Regions from separate parts of the Anser cygnoides genome. Here region 1 is linked to region 2. A link is a contact called in public Hi-C data. All regions are on one chromosome and are shown on one strand. Each heading gives the region's core, a stretch centred on a gene start, on an enhancer-like site or on the middle of the called end of the contact. The rest is flanking DNA. Distances are from core to core; before and after follow the strand shown.

What was found. A called contact is a pair of places that touch in the nucleus more often than the background predicts.
Region 1: a contact with region 2 is called in a Hi-C map of liver, with 2.8 times the contacts expected there. The contact joins the promoter of SH3PXD2B here to the promoter of RPL26L1 in region 2. A contact is called at or near these places in 3 of 7 Hi-C or Micro-C datasets (granulosa cells and liver).

Annotation. Positions count from the first base shown.
Region 1 is chr14:10,845,411-10,850,757 of Taihu_goose_T2T_genome, forward strand. SH3PXD2B (SH3 and PX domains 2B) reads right to left here and starts at 3,677. Exons shown (of 15, transcript XM_067005564.1): 1 at 3,444-3,677. The coding sequence starts at 3,515.
Region 2 is chr14:10,529,384-10,535,244 of Taihu_goose_T2T_genome, forward strand. RPL26L1 (ribosomal protein L26 like 1) reads right to left here and starts at 2,254. Exons shown (of 4, transcript XM_048080352.2): 1 at 2,105-2,254; 2 at 1,057-1,229; 3 at 209-349. The coding sequence starts at 1,224. ERGIC1 (endoplasmic reticulum-golgi intermediate compartment 1) reads right to left here. Exons shown (of 10, transcript XM_048080351.2): 10 at 3,592-5,861.

The DNA.
Region 1 (5,347 bases), core at 2,427-4,926, 320 kb after region 2:
CCTCTGCCTGATGGGAGGGAGTCTTTCTTCTTCACTCCGATGGTCCCAAGCTGTTCTCCTGACAGAGCCCGAGCAGCACATCCAGCAACTCGCACCTGCCAAAAAATCATTTCTCCAGCTGCCCTTTCCATAAAAATATTATTTTAATATATCAATAAAAAAGCTTAAATATACAAATAGCACAATTTAAAGACCAGGGTTAGGAGGTCAGGAGAGAAGGTGCAACAACAATACACCGAAAAAGGGTTTCACAGCTAGAAGAGCAAACTCGAGGCTCCTATCACTTGGAGCAAGAATCTAGGTTTTCCTTCCCCTCCTAGCCCTTCTCCTTGTACAATCTGAGTTGGTTTGACAAGAACAGGAGGCAGACGTGTTGGCCTCACACCATGCCAACACTACAGCAGTAAAAACCTTCCAGGAGTACAAGGCTAGCTGCAGGGACAAAAGGAGCGAGACAGCAGCACTGTCTCTCTTCCACCGGGAAAATGCACAAACAGATGCACTTGACTGGCAAGGTGCACAAGAACACTGGGCAGCATTAGGGTCCCCAGTTAAATCCTGGCACAGCACACGTTAAAGCTAGCGTTTGGGTACCCCCACCCACCGGTATGCATCTCGTGGGGTCCTTATCCTCGTGCAGGGCAGAGCCCTGCATCAGGGAGCGATGCTGCTCCTGGCTCTGCCTCCGTCTGAGCAACCCCTGGCCTCTTCCAGCCAGAAAAGCAGCATCAGCCAGCTGGGAATGGGCCACGAAGGGTTAGGAAAGGATGGAAACACAGAGGCCCTGTGCAGCTTCTGTCCCTGGAAACTGTTACATGTGACATTTCTCGCAGGGCTGCGAAACTCGGAGGCGTTTGAGGGTGAAAGGCCGAGGCAGGGATGGAGGGTGAGCTGTGCTTATGGACGAGCAGCACCGGGAAACACAGGGAGAAACGCTACTGCCCAGCACCGAAATGGCATTTGATCACTTTTTGATAAGACAGGCAAATACTTCAAAACCACCCCCTCCCCCAGCTTAGGAAATGCGTCTCCTGCTTCACATCAGAGCTTGCAAAAGCACAAGTTTTTGTCTCGGTTGCACAACGCTCTCTGTATCGATTACCGAGGTGATGGGTGAACCCTGCCAGCCCAAACAGAGCTGGCCTCTTCAAAATCACCCCACCGCAGGAATAAACAAGGACTCTGAAACGCTGGTTTGCTATCACTTCTCTGGGAAAGTGGAATGTCACGGTTTTTTGCTGTGGCCTCACGCAGCCGACACAACTGCACCTTTGTCCAGCACAAAAGAAAAGCCTCACGGATGCAGAGCGGAGGCCAGACCCGAGCGTTACAGGTCAGCCGCGGGTCGGGCAGAGCAGAGGCAGCGGGAGGAAAAGCCACAGGGCTCCCCGCAAGCTGCTGCCTCCAGGGATGGCAGAGAGCACATTTATTTCGGAGAGCAGAAGCGAGCGAGCAAAGGTTTAGCACACAGACTTCGTGGTTGACTTCGCTTTGCTGTTTGCCAACAGATACAGTCTAAAGTGAGATGACTCAGCCGGGATTTGCTGCCCCTCCTCTGCCTCTCTTCGCAGAGGAAGGGGAGAGAAAAAAAAAAAAAAGGTTTTGATTCCATATAATTAACTGGCTTTGTGGATCTGCCTCGTTCCTATCGATCCCCTCCAGCGAGGCGAGCGCTCCCGTTTACTCCAGCACTGCTGCAGGGAGGCCGCTGCCTGCCCCTCCCCGGGCTCAGCCCGCCCTGGCTCGCATGGCCGAGTTTGGGTCCAAGACAAGTACAGGGAAAGATTAGAGGCAGAGGACTCGAGCCGCAAGTGGAGAAGGGAGCGGGCAGCCAAGCAGCCGAGCTGCACAGCTGACTGTCATGAGCTCTGTGCAGACGCTTCTCCGCCGTCTCCTCTGCACGCTCAGGATCCGGCCGCGGGAGCTGCCGCCCCGCTGCACCCACCCAGCGGTACGTCTTCATAAACACTGCTGTCCCCATTTTCCAGCCCAATAGGATTATTTGTGCTATGCCCAACTCCACCCGCCTCCCCGCTGCGGAGCTGTGCGGGAACCCTGGCAGGCGAGCAGGGATGGTGCCCAAACGGGACGGTGCCCAGCCCGTGGGTTGCATTTCCCAGCAGTGGGGACTCGGATCTGGAGGGACAGCAGGAGCCCAAGGGCTGTGAGGTGCCCTCAGCCCCTGCAAAGTACAAAAAGGTCCAGAAGAGAAAAGGGAGGAGCAGCCCCAGGCAACCCCAGCACACCCGTTACGGGACCTGAGGGCGAAGCAACAGATCTGCCAAGACAAACACAAGCACACGCAACTCATCAAACCTCCTCACGTACGTGTTCCTCCGGACCTGATGCACAGCCCAGCTAGGGTGAGTAAGGCTGGGGTGGACAGAGCAGGAAGGGGGCACATCTGGAGCTGGGGCCAGGCTCGGCCAGACGCTGATAAAACCACAGACAAGGCAGGAGAGGAGGAAGGGGCGATAAGGGGTTGGGTGGTGGCCACCACATCACAGAGCTAAGGCGCTTCTCTGGGTGCAAAGAGGGGACATCGGCCCTGTTTACCCTCTCCTCAATCCTGGCTACAGCCAGCTTGTTCTTTCGCTTTCCTCTGACTGTTGCTGACCACCACAAGCCAGCTGGGGGGACCCAAAAAAAAAAACCCTGATCTGCACAGAGCTCAGGCTGCCTGGCTGTGCTGACACGAGGCACTCCAGCCGAGCGCATAGCCCGTCCTTGTAACCCAAATGCAACACGAGCAGTGTGTCACTGGGTCACCCCGGTCTAAGGCGAACGGGGCGGGGAGAACATTTTGGTCTTTGTTTTACAGTTGCTGCCAAGATTCACCCACAAGGTCTCCATGGATGCCTGGAAGCGCACCAAAGTCTAAATAACAACAACAATAATAATAAAAAACTCGAGAAAAAGACAGCCCCGCAGCTGCTGGGAAGATGCCCTGGAGTGTGCAGGAATGTGCTCCCCAGGACAGCGGGGCAGCATGGGTGCAGCGGGCACGGAGCCATCTCGGCGGGGGACAGCGGCACCGTCCCAGGTGCAGGAGGATGGAAACGGGGGGGGGGTCCTTGTGCAGGGACCCCGCAGCCAAGAGGTTCCTGACTCCCCCCCACAAACGCTGCCCCTCACCAAGGCAGAGACACTTCCCGGGGGTGACTCCAGGGGTGCAGGCTGCCCTAGCAGCCCCAGTCCCGGCAGCACCCCCTGACACGTCCCTACCCACGTTCTCCCCCCACTTTGCCCGGGTGGGGAACGGGTCCCGGTACCGGGACAGCCCCAGCAGCGCTGCCCCCTCCTCCTCCTCCTCCTCCTCCTCTTCCTCCCACCGTCCCGGAGCAACCCGGGGACCGGCAGCGCCCGCCCTTTGTTTGCCCAGGGCCGGGCCGGGTGCGCCCCGAGCCGTGCCGAGCCGTGCCGAGCCGAGCCGTGCCACTCACATAGTGCTTGTTGGGGATGCGCCTCTTCTGCACGTCCAGCACCTTCACCTCCGCGATGCTCCTCCTGGGCATGCCTCTGCCCCTCGCAGCCCGGCGCCAGGGGCCCGGCGGGGAGCGGTGGCGCTGGGGGAGGCACAGGCGCACGCAGCCGGGACCGGAGCTCGCAGCCGAGCCGAGCCGTGCCGTGCCGAGCCGTGCCGAGCCGAGCCCAGCCACCCGCCCGCTGCCGGAGGCGGGAGGCGGCCCCAGCCCGCCCCGACCTATCCCAGCCGGCGGGGCGGCCCTACAAGCGCCCGCTTAAAGGGGCGAGCGTGTCCGCCGGCCCCACGCGTGTCCGGCTCCTCCACGCGTGTCCGCCCCGCTAAGGGTGCAGCTGGCACGGGGGGGCACCCGGCCGGCTTCTGCCTGCCCGCCCCACGCCGTCCCCTGCCCCCAAATCAGGGGGGAAAAAAAAAAAAAAAGGAAAAAGCTGGCGTGGGTGCGACACGGGAGAAGCGCAGGGATGCGGCGGCATCGGCCGCTCCGGGCTTTTCGCTGTAAGTCACCAAGGTCAGCGGCCTGCTGCTCAACGGCTCCCAGCGTCCAGCGCTGGGAAGCAGAAGCCGTGGCAGCCCACAGGCGGTGCTTTTCCTAATAACACGTGTGGAAAAAGGAGTGTGAGGCAGCGCAAGTCCTCTGCGGCTGCCCTCTTTCTTTCCCCTTCTGCTCTTTTTTGAAAAGAGCAACCCGAGATGATGTCAAAGCACGAGAGTCAGTCCAGCGCTGGTCAGGGGCAACTTAGCCGTTTCTCCAGGAGGGCATGGCTTCTTTGGCCTTATCTGCTGCTGTTTGCCTTCGTAGGAAGCTGCAGAGGGTAGAAGAGGGTCCAGGCTGACGCCTCCTGCCTGACATGGGGGACCCGTGTCTGGGCTCCACACCCAGGGTTTGATCCTTGACCCTGCTCTTGTCCCGTAAGAACTGCCCCCAAGGATTTGCTGACGTGGTTTCCAACAGCATCAGCCCTAAGGCATTTGGGGAATGAATTGAGTAGAAAATAGAGGCTTTGTTGGCTGTGGGTATGATCGGGTCACCAGAACGGCCTTACCCAGGACAACCTCTGTACCCTCTGAAGCTGGGAGCTGAGCCACTGCACCCCACTTCTCACTCTCAGCCCACTCCATCAGGCCATGCCCTTGGAACAGTGGAGAAGACAACGCAGCGACCTGGTGCTTCTCTGCACCAGCACCACCCTTGGCCTGCTTCTTCCCAGCAGCTTCTCAACACGTGGCATAACCACAGCCCTCTTCCCTGTTGGGCTTTTAATTACATTATAAAGTTACCCAAGACTCATGCTGGCAGGTCATTAGCTTTCATATGAATTTAATTTAATCATAAACAACTCATCTTACTCCTTGGCAGCTCCTTAAATGTGGCCCTTTTTTTTTTTTTTTAATGCTGTTAGCTTTGCTCGCGCCACCATGAAGAATCGGGGAGGTGCAGGCAGGTTGCCAGGGATTTATCACCCCCCTTGCCCTCCCAGAGCTCTCATCTTCATCCTCTTTCCCCTCAGTTGAGCGCAAGACTTCTGTGCCCCTGCAGAGGAGGTGGTTACAAGAAGGATGCTAGACTGTGCGAAGGGGAAACTTCACCACTGGCACCTGCTGGCATGCCCGACTGCCACCACGGGGTACAGAAGGATCAGTTGTACATTGCTCCCCTCCCTGAGTGCTACTTAAGAGTCAAAGCCTGGGGAAGCACCAGGGCAGACAACATGTGGCAGGACTGTAGCTTTTCATCACTTGGGTGGCATTTTGCAGGCACAAGCAGCTAGAGTTGTACTGGGTTTAAAGCCCTGCTAGATGGGCAAATAAATAATCTAAAGGATGACCAGAAAATCATTGAAAGAAGCTGTGTATAATGTTGGT
Region 2 (5,861 bases), core at 1,004-3,503:
GCCTCAGAAATATCTGAGAGCTCCCGGTTCCAACCATTACTTCCCTGCTACCGTGACCCTGTAACTTTTCTTTATTAACGCCCATCCCAATCAATCTCAATCCGTTACTCCATGTGCCGTAACAAGGTTCTACTTAAGCAAGCAGCAGATTTTTCATGTGGCAGCAAGGCCTCTTTTTGCACCGCAGATGTCACTTTACACCCTGTACCTTGCTAGGATGGATTCCCACGTGCACAGTCGTGCCGTTGGCCTTCTCGCGCTGCACACGTTCGATGTAGATGACGTACTTCTTCCTGTACACCTGGACCACCTTGCCGATCTGCTGTCCTTTGTAATGCCCCCGGACAACCTGCAGGAGCACACAGAAGGCACACGTTCCCAATACTTCCAAAACACCCCTGTAACAATCACCCGGCCTTAGCAAACACAACTTAATTATCCCATCAGAAAACCAGAACTGCACGGGTTGAGCTCCCAACTCTGCTCATGCCAGAAAGCTACCAGTTACTGGATTTAGCTGATCACTAAAATGGAAAATACAATGGATCAGAACTGTACTTTTCACTCACTTTGCCTGCAGTAAGCCCTGATCAAGTAACTTCAACTCTTTTCAACCGGAAAGGTAACAGTCAACCCCAACTGTTTTTCATCCTAACTTCTCTTCTATCATTACATTTTAAAACAAAAAGGCCACCTAACTCCATTCATTTCTAAACTGATCTTTCCCATATCACTGGTAGCAAACAGTCTACAGAAAGAAAACAAACAATTCTTTGCCTTATTGTTTAAAGTCTTTAATCCAGAGTGATAATCAATGCATGCAACTAAATCACGCATGTGAACAATGCACATACTTCTACTGCCACGTTTATGTTCCTTTTACCTTCCTTCTCACTGGTTGTGTCTCAAGAAATATTCAACAGGACAAACCTATGATTACGTTAACTTGTATTATTTTTACAAGACTCATGGTAAAGCCGTGGCATCGATTTGAATTTGTCGTGGAAAACAAAATATGAATAAACTTCAAGCGTGACAGTACAGCCTGAAAGATACCTGGACTTCATCGTCCTTTCTGATGGGCATCGAGCGGACGTTGTATTTCTGCCGCAACTCCTTGGAGAGCGGGGAGGACATTATTTTTCTTCGGATGTGAGAAGGTGCATTGAAGTGCCGTTTGCGGTTCTTGCTGCGGTCTGAGGTCACAAATGGATTGAACTTCATTTTGGCTGCAGGAAGAAAAACAGTACTTTGAGAAGCTTGTAACTCAAAGGCATTCGTGCTACTGTCTGCCTACGCTAAGTACGCTAAAACTTAAAAGCTCACTTCAGCTGTTTTTATTCCTACTCCCGATTTGTGTAATTTTATAAACTGCATTTCAAAGGTTTCAGCCTCTTCCATGAGTGACAATGACACTGTGGATTGACAGAAGTGCTCTATGTGTGCATGCGACCATTCTTTCTAACCCAAAGCTAAGTGTACTCAGAGTGCAGGACATCTGATCGAGTAGTCTTAATTTTACACCAAGGTAAACGTTTGCTTTATTTATGAAGTGAGCGCACATTTCACACTCGCACAGATAGAATACCTGTAACGCTTAGAGGCTGCCTGCGCAGTGTACTACTAGACTTTGCAGCACGTAACAGATTTGTTAAACAAACTGCGCTTGGCCATTCCTAAGCCTTAATAACCACCCTGAGGTTGTCTATCAGAGCACAGCTCTGCCCTGACCGACAGGCTGCCCCCCGGGTGCTTCTGCTTGCCCGCGGCAAGCCTCCGCCCACTGCTAACCAGAAGATCGCAGCCTTCCACTACGGAAGACCCCTAAATCAGCCAGGTCAGCGCGGAGCCTGCCACCCACCCGCTCGCCGCCGCGCACCGCCCCGTGCCGGTGCCGGGCCCCGCCTGAGCAGGCAGCCCGGGCTGCAGGCCGGGACAGCCCCGGGCTCAGCGGCGGCCAGCGAGCGGCCCCTCCAGGCCCAGCGGCGCCCAACCCCGGCAGCGGGGCCCGGTCCCGGCCCCGGCCCGCCCCCAGCCGCGGCGGATGCCGGCCGATACCGGCGGATGGCGGCGGATGCCCGCGGCCCGCCCGCGGCGCCCTCACCCCGCTGCTGCCGCCGCGCCGCTCGGCCGGAAAGAGGAGAGGGAAGCACTTCCGCTTCCGGCAAGAGGCAGCGGGGTTCGCGCGAGAGCTCGCGAGAGGAGCGGGCGCGAGCAGCGCCCCCTGGCGGCCGGAGGCCAACGGCGGGGGCTGAGACGGGCGGGGGCGCGGCCACGTGGGGCTGGGGGCGTGGCCAGGCGAGAGGGGGCGTGGCCACGCGGGCGGTTCTCCCCCGCCCCTCCCGGGCCCCCTGAGGGCTCCCCTGAGGCGCCGAGGCCCGGCCCCAGCCCCCCCCCCCCCAACCCCGCTGCCTCAGGGGGGCACTCCTTTTTTATTTCCCCCCCCCAACCCGCTTTGTTTTCTAGTAAATTATTCCCAATTGTTCAATTCTGGTAGAAATGAAGCGTCTCCCCTCGGAGCTGGGGAGCTGATTCCCAAAAGGGGGTGCGGGGGGTCCCGTCCCTCAGGCAGGCGGTGTAGGGCAGGAGCAAGGCACGCGCAGCCCCCCAGTTAAAAATAAGTAATTACTTAATGTGGTGCGGATACACAGCGCCCATGTTCAGTCTGTCGTAACCCTTCGCAATTTAATCTTCCATAATTACCTCAGTGTGATTTCTAAATACTTAGTGAAGCAAGACGAGAAGGAAATTAAAAGGTTGGGGGGAGGCAAAAAAGGGGTTATTTTACATACCAACTCACCGCGTGAGTAAAGCCAAAACCAGCAAGTTCCAAGCAAAATCCACGCACCTCATTTAAAAAAACAAAAGGGAAAAAAAAAAAACAAAAAAAAACCAACCTGAGGTTAGGACACTTGGTACCGTTCAAAACCGAGCACTGAACGTCCAGACATGAGTCAGGGCTGATTGCAAAAGAGCCTCGCGTTAACTTTCGGCAGAGTGACCTGGCTTACAGTGATTTCATTGCGCGATAACGCTTAGTTCATTGGAACAATAATTAAAAACAAACGAAAAAACCCTTTCAGATTGATTTTGCAATGGCAGTGCAACAAGAAGCCAATCAAAACACGAGAGATTTATTTTTAATTGTAGAACTAAAAAGTCTAGTATTTTATTAACATGAGGTTGCAAATTAAAAGGGAAATGCGAGAACTCCCTAATAAACTCCACTGTAAAAATGCAAGACTTGTGCTTTAAACATTGCCACACCACGTTACAGGACTGCAAACCCTGCCCCTCTCCCCCTCCTTCCCAGGACTATTGAGAAATACCTCATCGCCACATTTCATCTGGAACTTCAAAGGGCTGTTCTAAAGCAGATACTCGTTGCAGTCATTTTCAGCCCCAAAAGTCTGCGTATCACACAACCAGAAAGCAACTTTAAACGAGAAATAGTCAGAAAATTAGCTATAAACATTACCATCTACACTGCAGATTTCACTTTTACAGAGCAGTAGTTAAATGCAAATACTTGATACATCAAACATTCATAAATGCATCTCAATTTTTTTCTTCTCAATTTCCATTTTCTTAAAAAAAACAAAACCACTTTAGCAGTCCACATAGTTCTTGAACATGCCAAAGCACAGCTTTACAGCTTCCCCTAGAGCTGAAATTCTGACTCCACCATCACAAAGCATCCCGTGCTGCAAGTTCTCATTGTATGATGAAGCGCAGCTTCAAAGAGGTTTATTTAAACCAGAATATACACAAGTTCTAAATGTTTTACTTCCTACAGGGATGTCGTTCTTGGAGAACCACAAATACTTCTGTCAAAATACTGATTTGAAAGAGCAAAGTCAAGAAGATGAATTAACACCTACAATCAACAGTTTTCCTTCCACTATGGCTTGAGATTATTGTTGTTTTCACTGATGTTTAAAAGCATAACTACGCTCATTTTATCTCTAGAAAATGTCTGAGAATAGAAGTGAAATCTAATGACACATGTATGCACGGGGCAGGCCTGCTGCAACAGTAACCACCGCGCTTTCACATTTGGAGAGAAGAGCAAATTCTTCTGTAAACACACGATGCAGCAACATTACCTGATCCAAGCCAGCCATGCCTGAAGGACAAGCATGCCACAACGGCCAGCAGACCCAAAGTCAGCCTTGGCTTGGCAGTGCTCAGAGGCTTAGACCTGGCTTAGAGAACTAAGGTGCAGACTGTTTCTTCAGCAGTTTTGCCAGAACTTTATTATAATTTGGTTTCCACATTTAGGAAAAAAAAAAAAAAGTGATTTATTACATTATTGCAGTGGACATTTTGGCAGAGAAAGCAAGCACACTGAAGTATGCAATCTGTTATTTCCAAAAAAAGTGAAACAATTTCACTGATCTGGTTTAAAGAACTGGCCTGGACTGCGCAGAAGGCAGCGTTTAATTCAGATAGAGGATGGGGGAGAAGGGCAGAAATCACACACTGGGGGCAAGAAACACGCAGGAATCTGCAATCAACTTTTTCTAGTTTGTGTTGAAGAAATTATAATAGGGAAGAAATTTCAGAAAACTGACAGCACAATCCGCTGTGCTACAGGAATCTTCTCTTGCATCACCCAGAAGGATGCCCTGCTAAGATATTAACATTGCATCCCTGTAATCCATCAAGTTCACATGCTATAAGCAAAGATCCAACAAATTTAAGAGAAAAAACTAGGATTTTTTTTTGCTTTAAATTTCAGTTGGTGACTGTGGATCAGAGGAAATCCTTCAGGCAGCACGAGAAGGAATTGCAATGGAAAAACCCCAGGCTGCCACGAGGCAGCCGCCGCCATCTAGTGGGTACCGCTCGTGGACAGATGGACGCGCGCACTGAAATGAAGACAAGCATCTCGTTTTCAAGTTGATTTTTGTAAATGGAAAAAATGTATAAAATCTATCCATACATTAACAGATACAGGAAATTACACAATCCAGTTTACACCTAAAGGAACAGCAATCAGTCCATAATAAGAACAAGGAAAAGTTCCAATGCTGTAACTGGTCAGGAATCACTACAGGGCAGAAAATGGGCCAGGGTAGGGAGGGGGGGGTTGGTGGCCTTTTTATTTTTAGGGGGGTGTGGGCATGTATGTGTGTGTGCAGATAAAACTGGCTACCTTCCCTACTTCCAAAAGAATGAGACAATTTCAACAGACATGTATTAGGAATACTTTTGAAATGTATCTGACTCTAGCATTAACACTGAATATTCAAAGTTTCATATTATTACAACAAAATGTTTGGATACTTTGGCCTCCAGGAAAAGGCAATGGACAGTAGATATTATCCAAGAGAAATCCTGCACCCGTCTTAGAATTTATACCATTGATTGAGTTAAGGATTTTAATTTTTTAGGATTTTTGTCTATCCTGGAACACTTAAAATCTGTGTATCCTCAGCTCAGACACTCACAAAGCATGCAGTGACTGTTACTACCCAAGGAACATTTAGGAGGGTATGGAGAATGCACTGGTGGGCATTGGTCTCATTATCAGTGAACTCACGTCTATCGTTGCATACAAGCCACACCTGGCAGTAGCTTTCCCCTCACACCTCCATTTATTGGAGGTCTCAGAAGACAAGGCTTGAATGAACGGGCATGGAAGTTCAGGTACCGTTTTAAGGAATAGAAGAAAATTGCTAGCAGGGGCCGGGTTGTGGGAATGCCTGCCCTGCTACTGGTGTACCTGTGGGTGAACAGTGTCAGTCTAGGGCTCAGGAAAGATGCCTGATTGAATTTTAAAGAAGCAGGTAGGCACCTTAAACCGTGAAGAGACAGACTTCCTGTGTTTTACAGGTGTATTCAATATACACACACAA